Linked DNA regions of Drosophila melanogaster: region 2 is linked to region 1. The links are chromatin contacts, called in public Hi-C maps. All regions are on one chromosome and are shown on one strand. The core of a region is the stretch at or near the end of the contact, and the rest is flanking DNA. Distances in the headings are between cores, read along the strand shown. Region 1 holds the start of CG7139. Region 2 holds the start of IleRS (Isoleucyl-tRNA synthetase).

Evidence for each region. Hi-C and Micro-C count contacts between places; a contact is called where the count stands out from the background.
Region 2: a Hi-C map of the Kc167 cell line shows a contact between it and region 1, with 5 times the contacts expected there. A contact is called at or near these places in 6 of 107 Hi-C or Micro-C datasets (the D17-c3 cell line, the Kc167 cell line, the S2 cell line and 2 more) and 1 of 7 datasets of targeted methods (the S2 cell line).

Annotation. Positions count from the first base shown.
Region 1 is chr3L:22,070,169-22,073,379 of dm6, reverse strand. It overlaps CG7139, which reads left to right and starts at 1,532. Exons shown (of 5, transcript NM_141121.4): 1 at 1,532-1,728; 2 at 1,825-2,612. The coding sequence starts at 1,854. CG7133 reads left to right here. Exons shown (of 1, transcript NM_141122.4): 1 at 1-312. The coding sequence ends at 105. It overlaps lncRNA:CR43995 (long non-coding RNA:CR43995), which reads right to left and starts at 1,011. Exons shown (of 1, transcript NR_073973.1): 1 at 760-1,011.
Region 2 is chr3L:22,287,088-22,289,915 of dm6, reverse strand. It overlaps IleRS (Isoleucyl-tRNA synthetase), which reads right to left and starts at 1,251. Exons shown (of 6, transcript NM_176387.2): 1 at 1,176-1,251; 2 at 977-1,121; 3 at 1-912. The coding sequence starts at 1,119. Hem (HEM-protein) reads left to right here and starts at 1,721. Exons shown (of 2, transcript NM_079490.4): 1 at 1,721-2,828. The coding sequence starts at 1,929.

The DNA.
Region 1 (3,211 bases), core at 283-2,782:
TCCAAAATATCTTCGTATTTGCGCGCTTTGGCCGGGCGCTTTATTAGTCCCACCTTTAGACGCCTCCAAAGACTACAATCTTTTAAAGGAAGCTTGAAAAATTGAAAAATTCCATATCTGGTGACTCCGCTAAAAACGCGTAGAAGGCAACTCAGACAGAGCAGCTCCGCCTCAATCTAAAGGTATATCCTGAAACATGTTTTGCTTTTTTTAATCAAGAAGCATTAAAGAAATAGGGTTAAAATAGAATCGAATACGATATGGCATACACACAAAAAAAAATTCAAATAAATAAAATTTTTATACCTTCGGACTAAAATATTGTTTTCATACTCTGCATCGGATTTGGTTATGTATATACAGCTGTGTTCAATGAAATAGCAGTGCGAAATATGAAATACAGATATTTTTCCATGTCCCTTTTCGGTATCGACTATTTATTCCACTTATTTTTGAATATGTGCCCTGTCCAGTCAGGAACTTTGAAAGCTAGAATGTTAAGAATAATTATAGCGATTATAGAGACATAGACGCAGCGCAAGTTTGTTGACCCATGTTAACACGCCCAATAAACGCCCACAAGCCGCCCAAAACTGTCCAAATTGTTAAGATATTTTTTTCATTTTTTATTTGTCTATTATAATTATATTTTATTATATTATATTTTATTATTTTTATATTATATATATATACATATATATATATTATACATATTATTATATATATTATATTATTATATACATTATATTTTAATTTTTTCGTTTTATTGTGTGTCTTGTCAATTTCCATCTGTATCAAAAACACTTTTGCCACGTCCCTCTTTACACCAGCAAAACGCCCAAAACATTCCCACTTTTAAACAATTTTAAAAAATGTTCTTAAAATTAATGAAATTTGCACACTACTAACTGAGTAAATGGTATCTCAATAAAATATGATGGCAAATGTAGAAACGAAAGACGTATTTATTTTCTTTAAACAACAATATGTCCTTGGTGCGAAATAATATACAGATAACACGATTTATTTATCGATGTTTTTCCATACAAAGATAACACACATTTCCTCAATATCGATCGATATTCCAGAAAAATTATGAAATTCGCACACTACTAACTGAGTATCTTATAGTCGGGTAACTCGACTATAGCATTCTCCCTTCTCTTCTTCTGTTCACAATTCCATTTCTATGTTATCGGAAGAAAAACTATATTTTGCTGCGTAAGCGAAACTAGAATTCGGGTGTTTAGTACCCAATTAACAGCTCTCAAAGTTCCCGAGATATTGGATTTCGTACGGACGGACGTGATAACGACGTTATAATTTCATGTTATTTTATAACATTTATCATAATCATATTAAGAATCTTATTTATGTGCTTAACATAATGTTTTCATAGTATTAAAAAAAAAAATCCAAAAACTTAGCGATTTTATTCCGAAGCAATAGCTTGGCTTGAAAAAAGCTGGCCGCCAGCACTGCTGCTTATCGATGACGCGTGACCATAGCCTCCTCCATCGATAGCCTCCGCACAGACGTGGTTTTCCCAACTTGCAATGCAGCGAATTAACGGATGTAATGCGACGCATAGCTTCCCGATTTCTGGAAACAAGCAAACGAAGTTGCAGCCCGCAGGTTGATCCTTGCATGACAACCGATTGAATGAGAGAGATTGAGACATCAACGCGCAGTTACGACATCGGGGGATTACAGTCTGGTCAGATATTGGTGAGTCCGAGATTCAGATGCGAATTGGGTGATGGGGTGTCTGTGGTTACTGCGCATTACGTTGGTCGATCCCCCCTAAACGATCTGCTTTCACAGGGCAAGCTAGCAAAAGGAAAACAAACGCCATGTCGACAGAGCGAAGCTCGCATTCAGCTGAACCAGCGGATTTGGCGCTTTTGTTGGACCGCATCAACATCAACAACAACAATAATAATAATAAGAATAATAATAATAATAATAACAACAACAACAACAACAATAATAATAATGACAATAACAATTGCGGTCGCAGCAAGAGCGGTGGAACTCACAGGAAATATGCAACTGCTGAAGCCCCAAGCTCCATTAGAATGTGCCCCGCCAGCAATCTGAACAGCAACCAAAGCAACAAACAATTTAACTCGATTTGCCAGCGGGCGCAGGCGGGCCATAAGCTGATGATCATAATGCGCGGCCCTTCAGGCAGCGGTAAGAGTACACTGGCAGAGTCTCTGCTGCGCCAGGCGCATCTACTCGATCGACACCAGGTGCGCGACTTTGTCCTGAGCTCAGACGACTACTTCAAGACGCGCCGCGGCTATGTCTTCAACCCCACTCTGCTGCCAGCTGCCCACGAGTGGAACCAGCAGCGAGTGCGCGATAAGGCCGCCTCCGGCTGGAGCCCCATCATCGTGGATAACACCAATACAATGGTCTGGGAGATGCAGCCATATGTCCAGTTCGCCGTGCGCCACGGTTACGTAATTGAGCTTCTCGAGCCCAATACTAGTTGGTGCAAGTCTGCCAGCAAACTGGCCCAGAAAAACGTCCACAACGTCCCACGGGAGAATATTCAGCGCATGCTAGAGCGATTCGAGCGGACGACTGCGGGAGAGCTCATTCAGGTAAGAAGGCACTTTAAATCGTCTATATACATACATATGTATATAAAGATAGAGATTTATTGTTAACTGCAATCTCATTGTGAGTCAGCCAAAAATGTGTAATTGTATACCCGTTACGCGAGTGTAAAACGTTTAACTAAGCTCGATAAAAAATCTTTAAGAGGTATATATTTATTCTTAATCATTATCACTGACCAATTCAATTTTGCTTCTTTGCATTTCATTATTTTTCCGGCGAACTTCCTTTGAATTGCGAAAAACATTCAGACCACCTGCAGAAACATAGTAGAGGCCTTTTTTGTTGGCTACTTAATTTTTTAGGGCATACCATGGTCAGTCAGAAAGTCGCTGGCAATCTGAGAAACAGTCGCTTTTTTGTAGCTGAGAGAAGACGGGTATCGAATATCCGAGGATCGGAATGTGGCAGTCTAGCCACATACACATACAATTTGAGGCAACTAGCTCGTTTTCATTTTTTATTGGTAAATTTTTGGTATATTACGTTCTTGGTTGTATTTTATTTTCTACCCCGAAGCTTATTAAGTAATGGCACTTACTATAGTTTGTATCTTTCACATCCTCTACCGGAATATTTTATG
Region 2 (2,828 bases), core at 2-2,501, 220 kb before region 1:
GTGATGAGGCCCGCAGCGAGGCACACACGATAATCGTCTTCTCCGAAGTAGGGAGCATTGTGCACAATACCCGTACCGGAATCCTCAGTCACGTACTCGTCGACCAGGACACGATAAGCTTTCACCTCAGCTCCTCGCTTCGCAAAGTAAGGGAAAAGCGGCTTGTAGTGAAGGTCCTTAAGGGTTTTGCCAACAAACTTTTCCTTCACTTCGTACTCCGTCTCCGATTTGTACACGTAAGAGAGACGAGACTCTGCGAGAACAAAAAGTCGGTCGCTCTTTACGTCGCGCACTTTTACATAGGTCATCGTCGGATGAACACAGCATGCGAAGTTTGAGGGCAGTGTCCATGGCGTGGTGGTCCACACTAGGAAGAAGGTATTGGGCAACGAAACGGCCTCCAGTGCAACTACTACGCAAGGGTCCACAACCTCCTTGTAGTTTTGGTTGGCCTCGAAGTTCGAAAGGGACGTTGTGCAGGCGGTGGAATAGGGCATCACCTTAACGCCCTGGTAGACCAGACCCTTGTCGAACAGTTGCTTGAAGATCCACCAAATGGACTCCATGTACCATGGGTACAACGTCTTGTAATCGTTCTTGAAGTCAATCCAGCGACCCACGCGCGTCACCACATTCTCCCACTCATCTGCGTAACGCATGACAATCTTCCGGCACTCGGCATTGTAGGCTGCGATTCCCATCTTGGCCACGTCCTCAGGACCCTTGATATTCAGCAGCTTGTCAATCTCGAACTCCACGGGCAGTCCGTGGCAATCCCAGCCGAAGCGACGGTCCACATGGTATCCCTGCTGGTATGCGTACCGTGTGACGATGTCCTTGATGGTGCCAGCAAGAATGTGTCCGTAGTGGGGCAGCCCGGTTGCAAAGGGCGGTCCATCGTAGAACGTGTATCTTGGAGGTGGAAAATTAGCACAAAATTTGGCGATCGGCTGATGCAATCGTATGCGGCACTTACTTGGGCTTTCCCTTCGACAGCTGGCTGCACTTTTCAAAGATATTTTCGTGTCGCCATTTCTGCAGTACGTTCTCCTCCTCGGCCGGGAAATTAATGTTCTCTGGCACCCGACACACGTCGTTCCGCTCTAGTTTTTTTCCCATGGCTGTCAAAGTTCACTGTTGTATTATTTATCAAGTAACAGAGCTTATTCGCCCACCTTTTATATCAGAAATTCAACTGACTTGCGGCGTTTTTGCGTGGCACACAACGTGCCCGAGGTACGGAACTAGTGGTTCATTAATCGCTCTCTAGCTCATGGGTTCGCGATATCGATAGTAGGTTCCGATGAGCGGCATCCTTGATAATCAGCTGACGACAGCACTGAAAAAAAAAGAAAGGCTTATTTACTATTAACAACTTTAATAAATTTGTTAGCCATAAGAATAAAAAACTGAACTGTAAGTTACTAAGTAAGAAAGCCATTGGCAATTGAATGAATAAACTATGCAATAGTTTTGAAAGCAATTATTCCTGACTTAGACAAATAATTCTAATAAATTAAAACCCCAAATACCAGCTATTATTAATTTGTAGTATAACCAAATTACTGTAATATATAATTATAAAAAAATTATCTTAAATTATATTAAGCCATATGTTTTTTTTCTCAGCAGTATATTTTCTTTTTAACAATCAATAGTTTAGCATATATATGGTAGCTATCGTTATCGATAGCAATATATCTTTGCTATCAGCCCATTGGTCATCACTAACGCGAAAACAAGAGGAAGAGTAATGTGTACACTTTTGTGTCGCTCCTTTTCGGCCAATTTAACAAACGAAAAAGTATAAGTACTGGGCAAATCAGCACTTGCACGCCTCCCAATACGTCTCGCCAGCGCACACCTGTGTTCTGGGCTCCACCGGAAACTCGCCTTCAGCCATTCGACGTCGCCAACAGTCATCGGATATGGCACGCCCAATTTTTCCGAACCAGCAGAAGATAGCTGAGAAACTAATCATCTTGAATGACCGCGGCCTGGGCATTCTTACGCGGATATACAACATCAAGAAAGCATGCGGCGACACCAAGTCGAAGCCAGGCTTCCTCTCCGAGAAGTCGTTGGAATCGAGCATCAAGTTTATCGTGAAGCGGTTCCCCAACATCGACGTCAAAGGGCTCAATGCTATTGTAAACATCAAAGCGGAGATTATTAAGTCGCTGTCCCTGTATTACCACACATTCGTGGACCTACTTGATTTCAAGGACAATGTATGCGAACTGCTCACCACGATGGACGCCTGCCAGATTCACCTGGACATCACATTGAACTTCGAGCTGACCAAATATTATCTGGACTTGGTTGTGACCTACGTGTCCTTGATGATTGTTTTGTCTAGGGTCGAGGACCGCAAGGCAGTTCTGGGCTTGTACAATGCCGCCTACGAGCTGCAAAACAATCAGGCGGACACGGGCTTCCCCCGCTTGGGGCAGATGATTCTGGACTACGAGGTCCCCTTAAAAAAGTTGGCCGAGGAATTCATTCCCCACCAGCGCCTGCTAACCAGTGCGTTGCGGTCGCTGACCTCCATCTATGCACTGCGAAACCTGCCAGCAGACAAGTGGAGGGAAATGCAAAAGTTGAGTCTGGTAGGCAATCCGGCCATTCTTCTTAAGGCCGTCCGCACTGACACCATGTCCTGCGAGTACATATCCCTGGAGGCAATGGACCGCTGGATAATCTTTGGCTTGCTGCTGAACCATCAAATGCTCGGACAGTACCCGGAAGTCAACAAAATCTGGCTCTCCGCCCTGGAGTCAAGCTGGGTTGTGGCCTTGTTCCGCGACGAGGTCCTGCAAATTCATCAA